Regions from separate parts of the Mus musculus genome. Here region 2 is linked to region 1. The links are chromatin contacts, called in public HiChIP or PLAC-seq maps. All regions are on one chromosome and are shown on one strand. Each heading gives the region's core, a stretch centred on a gene start, on an enhancer-like site or on the middle of the called end of the contact. The rest is flanking DNA. Distances are from core to core; before and after follow the strand shown.

What was found. HiChIP or PLAC-seq counts read pairs in DNA pulled down with a chosen protein or histone mark.
Region 2: a contact with region 1 is called in a FOXA1 HiChIP or PLAC-seq map of pancreatic cancer cells. The contact joins two enhancer-like sites.

What each region holds. Positions count from the first base shown.
Region 1 is chr4:132,400,879-132,405,761 of GRCm38.p6, reverse strand. All of the region lies in intron 2 of Phactr4 (phosphatase and actin regulator 4), which reads left to right. Among named protein-coding and RNA genes, the nearest start is that of Phactr4, 19 kb to the left of the region's middle. Within about 2 kb of position 2,256, at least 59 of the 459 cell types and tissues checked have an H3K27ac peak or open chromatin away from gene starts, as enhancers often do. A contact at or near this core is called in pancreatic cancer cells, where this site is marked.
Region 2 is chr4:132,944,035-132,948,337 of GRCm38.p6, reverse strand. No RefSeq gene overlaps it. Among named protein-coding and RNA genes, the nearest start is that of Gm36518, 14 kb to the left of the region's middle. Within about 2 kb of position 2,902, at least 276 of the 459 cell types and tissues checked have an H3K27ac peak or open chromatin away from gene starts, as enhancers often do. A contact at or near this core is called in pancreatic cancer cells, where this site is marked.

The sequences.
Region 1 (4,883 bases), core at 1,007-3,506:
ACCTTAAGGAGGAAGGATTGGCTTTTGTCACAGTTTCAGTGGGGTCTGCCCTGCTGGGCGAGAGGGCCTGGTCGTGGAGAAGGAAGCGGTTGTCTGGCATCTCAGCTGGGAACAGGGAAGGATGAGTGCTGCTGCTCTGGTTTTCAAGAAGGCATGGTCTCGGTTGTCCAGGAACTCCCTGTGTAGACCAGGCTAGCCCCAAATTCCCAGGTCTGCCCCTGCCTTCTGAGTGTGGCAATTAAAGGTGTTAATCATCCTGCCTGGCGCTTCCTTCCACTTTAAACAAATGTGCGGAGCTGGGGAGGAGGCTCAGCGGTTTAGAGCGCTGGCTGTTCTTCCAGAGGACCCAGGTTCAGTTCCCAGTACCCACATGGTAGCTCACAGCTATCTGTAACTCCAGTTCCAGGGGATCTGATACCCTCACACCAATGTATATAAAATAAAGTTAAATTAAGAGTGTTTGTTCGTTTGTTTGTTTTTTGTTTTTTGGAGACAATATTTTTCTATGCAGCCTTGGCTGTCCTAGAACTCATTTTGTAGAACAGGCTGGCCTTGAACTCAGAGATCCACCTGCCTCTGCCTCCGGAGTCCGGAGATTAAAGGTGTGTGCCAACTACTGCCCAGCTTCCTTTTTTTCTTATGTGAGTGTGTGTGCATCTCAGGTATGTGTCTCTGGTGGTCAGAAGAGCTTGGAGGCTTTCCTCTCCTTCCCGTGTGGGACCTGGGCATTGAACACAGGTTGTTAGGCTTAGCAGCAGTGTGCCTTTACTGCTGAGCTACCTCACCAGTCCGCTTTCTACTTTTTCTTCACTTCAAGACATTAGCTCATAGTGTGAGTCTTCTCCTAAGTTAAACGACCTTTCTAACATTTCTTTATTTGTTTATTTAGTGTACTGTGCGAATGTGTATGCCACAGCACCCACGTGGCAGTCATGGGACAACTTTGTGGAGTTGGTTCTTTTTCTACACCTTGATGTAGCTTCTAGAGGTGAAAATCAGGTCTCTAGGCTTATGTAGTAAACCATTTGCCAGCCTTAGTTAAACCTTCTGGAAATACCTTCTAAGTAAAGCCTGAGGTGGGTTTCCATGGTGACTCTGTCCAGTCAAGTTCACAGTGCTGATTAAATACCACATGGCTCTTCCTTAGATTTTAGGTACCTTTAGGTTCTTGGCGTCTAAGCCGGGGAACAGGGAATATGAGTCTAGTGTTTAATGGTTACTGGATCCTGTTTATTTTCTATATATTTATTTATTTTATTTTATTTTATTTTGACTTTTTGAGACAGGATTTCTCTGTGTAGCCCTGGCTATCTTGGAACTGTATAGGCCTTGAAATCACAGTGATCTGCCTGCCTCTGCCTCCTGAGTACTGGAATTAAAGATATGAACCCACTGGCTATCTGTTTGATATAGTTTTTGAGATAGAGTCTCACTTTGTCGCTTACACTAGCCTCAGACTCAGGGCAATCCCCTGGCCTCAGCCTCTGCACTGCTGGGACTGACAGTCCTACATCACCACCCCAGTGGGACCATGCTTCATTTAAGGATTCTTCATGAAAAGAAATAGCTCTCAGGTTGAAGTGACAATCACCAAGCTTGTTTCGTGGAAGGTTCTGTTTTTCAGGATTCATATTTACCCACAGCACTCATAAAGCTTTTCAGAAAAGTCAAAATAGAATTGTACTGGATGCTTTAGCATAGACAGATAAGCATAGGTGCGTGCTGCCTGAACGTTCCTCTGATTTACTAGGCTCTTTTCCTAAGGCACGCATGCATTTGGTTCTGGTTTTAAAATGAAACTTAGAAGCAAAGGTGTGTGTAGTGTAAAATGTAATTTCCTCTTTGATTTTAAAAGCTCTATGGAAAAAAACATTTTTAAAGGTTTATTTATTTTATATGAGGACACTGTAGCTGTCATCAGATACATCAGAAGAGGGCATTGGATCCCATTACAGATGGTTGTGAGCCACCATGTGGTTGCTGGGAATTGAACTCAGGACCGCTGGAAGAGCAATCAGTGCTCTTAACCGATGAGCCATCTCTCCAGCCTGGAAAGTTTTAATTATATACCCCCTATACTTTCTGTGGTTCTAAAAATTGAAGGTTTTGAAGGGAGGGCTGTTTTATACATGAAATCAGCACAGTGCACTTGAATTACCAGCTGGAGTGAGTTTGATAGAAACAACATTTACATAGTCATCCTCAATTATTTTGCAGGAATTACTGTTGACTCACTGTGGTGCCAGGTGTTCATTACTCAGACTTTTTATTTAGAGGAGGATAAAGGCTGGATTCTTCTGCATATGAGCCGGAAAGGAATGCCCCTTAACCTGAATCCTTGCTAGAAGTTCCTGAGTAACTTTTTCAGGTGCCATGGCTATTCTCAGTTACTGTATCCACAGATACGTGACTGAGGGCCAGTTCTGCACAGATTTCCTGTCTCCTTTACTTGGAGACAGTTTGTGAGCCAACTGAATTGTAAAGCGTTATGAAAGAGAGAGAAGGAAGATGGAGCAGCCATAATTCGTCATCCCTTTGAGTCACCAGCACTGACTGCTACTGTTAAGAAACATTCAGCCCATTGCAAAATCCAGCTGTGGGTCCTCCGTTCTGTCTGCCTGGTTTCTATACATCATTGACATCTCTGGGTTCCTTAATAGAATTCAGTTGGCTCTTCCATGTGATTTTATAAGGCTTTGATTTTTCTCATTAAAAGACTAAGGCTTCTTAATTATTTTTTCTTCTTCTCCTCCTCCTCCTCCTTCTTCTTCTACTTCTTCTTCTCCTCCTCCTCCTTCCCCTCCTCCTTCTCCTCTTTCTCCTCCTCCTTCTTCTTCTTTCTTCTTCTTCTTGGTTTTTCGAGACAGGGTTTCTCTGTGTAGCCTTGGCTGTCCTGGAACTCACTTTGTAGACCAGGCTGGCCTCGAACTCAGAAATCCACCTGCCTCTGCCTCCCAAGTGCTGGGACTAAAGGCATGCACTACCACTGCCTAGCAATTTCTCTTTTTTTAATTCGATATTTTATTTATTTGCATTTCAAATGTTATTCCCTTTCCCAATTCCCCCCTCCAGAAGCCCCCATCCCATCCCCCCTCCTTCTGCTTCTATGAGGGTGTGCACCCACCTACCCACCCAATCTCTTTTATTATAATTACAAAAACCAACTACATTCTGCACATGAAAAAAACAATAGAGTATAAAATAATTGGTGGCCAGTGAGGTTCATTAATATCAAAATGCACTTGATTTTTTTTCCTTATTTGGCAAGCATTCCTTTTGATTCATTATAAAAAGTGCACAGTGGCACACCTGACCAGCCTTCCTGGAGCCTTTTTGTTCCCTTAGCAGAATATTGAATTGATTAAATTATTGGCTTAACAGGAAGGGACTTTAACAATAATTTTAGTCACTTGTGTAGTAGCTCACATGATTTTTTGGTCTGTGTATGTGGTGTATATATAAATGCATGTGTTCTTGTGTGTGTGTGAGCACCCAAGTGCAAGTATACATTGGGTACAGATGTAGGCTCACACGGGGGTACATGAGTCCTCACTGTATGTATCTCTTCTCTGCTCTGCCACGCTCGTCTCGTGTGTGGTGTGTGCATGCAGGTGCCAGAGGCGGACATCAGGTTTATTCATCTGTTGCCCTCCATCCTTTGTTGTTGCTTTGAGACAGGGTTTCTCTGTGTAGCTCTGTCTGTCCTAGAACTCCTGTAGACCAGGTTAGCCTTGAGCTGAGAGACCTGCATGCTTCTGCTTGCCCAGTGCTGGGATTAAAGGCACATGCGCACTACAGTATCCCAGCTTGTTGCTCTCTGTCTTATTTTTTGAGACGTAGTCTCCTACTGAACTCAGAGGTCCCCATATCCACTAGGCTAGCTGCTCAGTAAACTCTAGGTATGTCTCTTGATTTACTCCTGTAATCTATGGGTAATCATCTCCATGCACAGACATGCCCTCATGCTTTTTTGTCTGATTTGACCTGAAACAACGTGATCCCTAATTCTTCACTTCTGTCACATAAAGAACTTAGCATTTCTGTTCTTTTCTGTACTCTTTACAATCCTCCTGTGCAGAAAATGGAACGTGGATTTTTACCATATATATGAATATATATGATTCCCACACCCCAAATAGGGTGTTTTTTTTTTTTTTTTTTTTTTTTTTTTTGAGACACGGTCTCACTATGTAGCTCTGCCTGTCCTGGAACTCACTTTGTAGACCAGGCTTGCCTCAAATTTGCAAAGATTTGCTTGCTTCTGCCTCCTGGGTGCTGAGATTCAAGGTCTGCGTCATCACGTCCAGCTACATTTTTCAAAATTTGGTATGGATGTGTCACCACCTCCCCCAGGTGAGTTTCCTAGCCGCCGCTCTCATGATCATTGCAATGATAGAATGTTTCATGGTCGGCACAGGTTTCTCCTGCCTCCATTGCTCACGCTCTTTGCCCTGATGATCTTTGAAACAGGGTCTTGTTTTATAACCCTGGCTGCTTTAACTTGTCTTTACTTCTGCCTCAGCACCCAGAATGCTGAGGTCGCAGGCAGGTGCACTGTCTTTTGCTCCTTAGTTTCATAAGCAAAGGTTCAAATTGAGTCTGTTTCTTGGTGGGGCCGTAGTTTGGTGCTTGCCCAGTACGCATGAGGCACGCTTGAGGGCTGGAGGTTCAGGCTGCTGAAGACTTGCTGCATGTGCACTGTGCACTGGGCTACTTACATCAGGCTTTGGTAGCTCGTTTAAGGATAATGCATCGTGGCCCCTGCCCATAAAGAGCTTCTAGACTGCTAGGGAATTATAAAGATTAGTGCAGTTCAGGGTGGTGTGTCCACCAAGACCATTGCCTGGTCGAGTGGCTCTCAACCTGTGGGTCGTTCCCCTTTG
Region 2 (4,303 bases), core at 1,653-4,152, 540 kb before region 1:
GAGGGTGGCCAGCTAGATGACAGGGAAAGCATATGGGTGAATGTGAATAGATCTGCGTTATATACAAAGTATATACTAGGACTGAGGTCATAGCTCGCCAGTAGCAGGCCTGTCTAGCGTTTCATTCCCTGAACTATAATACAACAGCAACAACAATACTTAGAAGACATGGTCTATAGGCTGAACGGTTGATGGTGGGTGAGGCAGGTGGGTAGTCAGAGGACATTACAGTTGCCTGGCATGGCAGTGGAAATCAGACAGGACTTATGGAGCCCCTTCAGTTTCAAGGAACTGTTCTAGGCTTTCTGGGAGCAAATGCTGCTTATCTGCCTTAGGAAAGCTGATTAACCTCTCTGTGCTTTGGTGGAACGCCCAAGAATACCCCGGAGGACTGCTGTGAGGGTTAACATGTGCAGGAAGCTGGATGTGAGGACTGGGAGATCAGTTCTGAGGTGAGAGACTGATAGTCACGGCTGGTGCTCAGGCCTGCTTCTTAGTGTCACCAGGGCTCCTATTTCCTTACTGGTCTTTTCCTCCCCTTCCTCTTCCTCTTCTTCTTTTGGAGACAGGATGTCTCTGTGTGTGACACTGACTGTCTTGGAAGTCCCTCTGTAGATCAGGCTGGCTTCAAACTCACAGAGATCCGCCTGCCTCTGCCTCCTAAGTGCTGGGATTAAAAGGCCTGTGCCACCACCGGGCTTCCTTACTTCTTGTGCATAAAAATAGTGATATGGTAAGGCAGTGGTACCAATACCTGTCTGTGCACTATAACCACCTGGACAGTTGCTTTGCTTGTCTTTGTTTTTAATTCCAAAGCCCAAGCTGTACCTGAGACTTATTAGACAGCAACCTCTGTAGTAAGAACAGGTACCAGTATTTTTGATGCCTCCAAGTGGTTCCAGGAAGAGCACTGTGGTAGTGAGAAACAAGGCATGTGGCTTGGGCCCATCTGCCTGAAGGCACCCGTACTTTAAGAGGAGAGGCCTGTAAGAGACACTAGCTTGGGGTGGGAGGTTCAGAGAAGAGACTGTGGACTCCCGGAGGACTGAAAACACTCTCCCCTCTTTCTCTGGGTTAGGATCTGGGGTGCTTCTGGCAGAGGTGGATGCTGAAAGCTGAGCCCCCTGTTGACGCAGAGTTCCTGCTCCGGCAGGTAGGATGGCTCAGTGGGTAAAGACACGGGTGACCAAACCATAGTAGGAGGGAATGAGCTCCTGTGAGCTGTGCTCTGACCTCCAGAGGAGCGAGACAGTGGTGAGGCAGAGGCCCAGACACACACACACACACACACACACACACACAGACTTTGTGACACAGCCGTGTTGTGTCAGGAGTGGCAGCCCCCCTGCTCTCTGCTCAGGAAAGGTTCCAGCAGAGTTCTCTGTCCCTGACCTTGTTAAGGACGCAGGCTTCTCCATAGGTGTGACAGGAGACACAACCCTGGACAAACAAGCTGTATGCCTGTATGCGTAGGGCAAAGGCAGCCAAGTCGCCCAGCTTGGGCTGTGTGGTTATTTGCATGACCAGCCTGGCACTTCCTTGGTGCTGGCTACAGGGACGAGTCAGCTCAGTAAACAGATCCTGTAAGGATTGCGGCAAAGCTTCCATCTGGAATCATTTGTTTGTTCCGATAAAGAACCTCTGGATCTGGATCGAATCGCGTGTCCCGTGTTCTTGTGTCCGGGAGCTCACCAGCCCTCCCCTCCCCTCTCCTCTCCCCGCTCCTCCGCCCCACTCCCACCCCCACAGCCTCTGACAGGGCATTACGTCTTCTGCTTGCACAGTGGGTGCATGCAGTTGGGAACAAGCTGGGGTTTTGAGGCCGAGAACTTGGGGCTGGGTTTCTCTATCTGAGTTTCTGAGGTCAGGCACTGAAACCTGGGTACTTGTGGCTAGGTGCTTGGACTTGCTGTCTGTATGAGCAGACAGACCTGTTCCTGCCCCTGTCTCTTCCGGGTAGCTTCACATTAATGACGCTGTTTGTCCTGCCTGTCTATCTTAGGAGATGGCAGAGGCTGAAAGGCAAGAGAACGCTCTCCCTGGCCTCTTCGCCTGCCTTCCTGGGACCCTTCCCTCTCCTCACCGGGAGGCCTGGGCGTCCTAGTCTTCCACCCCTCCCCCCAGCCATCTGCTTAAAGGACGTGGCTCCTCAGTTCTTCACAGGAAGCCACAGGCCTCTTCTGCTTCAGCAACCTCCGCTGCTGCTGGCCCAGGCCCCTTTCCAGGTCAGCTTAGTAACGCCCGGTTCTCAGCATTTCCCTGTACCGCCAGCCAAGAAGCCTGGGTGGCGGTGGCGTGTTTCTCTCTTTCTCCTCTAAAACCTTATGGCTCTGTCGGGGGGTGGGGGTGGGAGGTGCATAGGCTGTGAACTTGAAGACAGACCTGATGGCAGAGAGGGTCCTGAATTGTGGAACTAGGGGTTTGGGAAGGAGAGCAGGAGGAAGGTCCTTCAGAGACCCTGGGAATGATCACTCCAGCGTCCAGGCTTCCTGCTGCAGAGCAGAAGCCGAGGTCCATTCATTTCAGTCTCGGAAGACTGTGGTGGAGACTGCCCCAGGGAGGGCTTTTAGTAATTGCGGAGCAGCTCAAGGATAATGAGGGCTGATGAAGTCTAGCCCGGGACTACAGTGCCACCTGGTGGTCATGTTCGTACACTGCACCATGAGATTGTGGCGCCAGCCTTAGGAGGGGCTGACTGTTAAAGGGTACCAGGGCCTGGAAGGAAACTCCCTAGATAAAGGGATTTGATGAAAGGTCAGGACTAAGTCAGCTGACATGGTATGCCTGTAGTCAAGTGCTGGAGGAGCCTGCGGCCGAATTGTTGAGCCGAGGAGTTCAAGGGCAGCCTGGTCAGCACAGCAAGAACTTGACTGCAAGGTGCTGGAGAGACGGCTCAGCAGTTGCTGCTCTTCCAGCAGACAGAGTTCCATTTAGTGACTCACAGTGACCTGCAGCTCCAGCTCCGCCCTCTTCCTGCCTCCCTGGCACACACCCATCTTTAAACCTTCAAGCTAAAAACAAAGACACATCCTCTAACGTCCACACTTGGGAATGACACTCTTGGTCTGGATGAGACTCCTTTAGCACCATTTGACAGACGAGAAACCTGAGGACCAGAGATGACCTTGACATTGTCTTACAGCAAGACAGTCAGAAACCGGGGTCTGAATTTATTTTATTCTATTTTATACTTGGGATGGAGCCCAGAGTCACTGAGGTCTAATTTGGGGCTCGTCTTAAGATGTAGCTCCAGAGTAAAAAGCATTCTCTGTTAGTTTCTAGTCACCCCCTTTGTGACCAAACATGGCACTGCCCAGCACCAACCCCACTTTAGTCACCAAAGTTGGCACTACAAGATGGCTTTTCCCCAAAATAAACTCTGCTCTGAAGCAAGAGGATCTGAGAAGGCCAGGGGTTACAGAGCGTGTGCGTTTGCTCAGCAGACACTTTAGAAGAGGAAGCCCAGGGGGCTGGAGAGATGACTTCTTGGTTACAAGAGCTCCCTGGTCTTCCAGGGGACCCGTTAAGTTCCTAGACCTCACATCAGGGAGTTAACAACTGTCTGGAACTATAACTTTTCTAAACCGCACACATGCACACACTTAAAAACAAAATCTCATAACTGGGTAGTAGTGGTATACCCCATTCAATCCCAGCACTCAGGAGGTAGCTAGCATATCTCTTCGAGTTTGAGGCCAGCCTGATCTACAGAGTGAATTTCAGGATAGCCAGGGCTACATAGAGAAAGCTTGTCTCGAAAACCAAAAACAAACAAAACAAAACAAAGCCTTATAAAAAGCCAATCGCATTAGCAGAGGAAACCTCCTGGCTTTAAAGAAAGCAGATTTGGGACCCTAAAAACGCAAGGAACTTGTCAGGCTGCAACCCTGCAGCAGGGCCATGACTCAGTGGTGTGTCTGTCTGAAGGCCACTGCCAGAGACAATTCTAAAAGAGACAGATGTCACGTGGCCCTGCCGCTGCTGTGTGTCATCATGTCGTCTGGTGCTGTGTGAACGTAATAATCAAAACCCGTGAAGACAGACAAGGGTAGGGGTTATCGAAACAAATGGGGGTGAAGAGAAGGCGAACAGGAAGGAAGAGGGGGCCTCGTGGATTCACTCTGAGCTGCAAGTAGGCAGGAAGTAGGTTCCTTGTGCGGTGGGGTCCTTAGCGCCTGGTACAGTGCCTGGCGTGGATTGATCACTCAGTAAATGTCTAGGGGATGAAGGTGAAGAATTAAGCTGCATTCTGAGAGAGCAGTATGCGGCCATCGTCAGGGTAATTCAGCCTGAGGGATTGCTG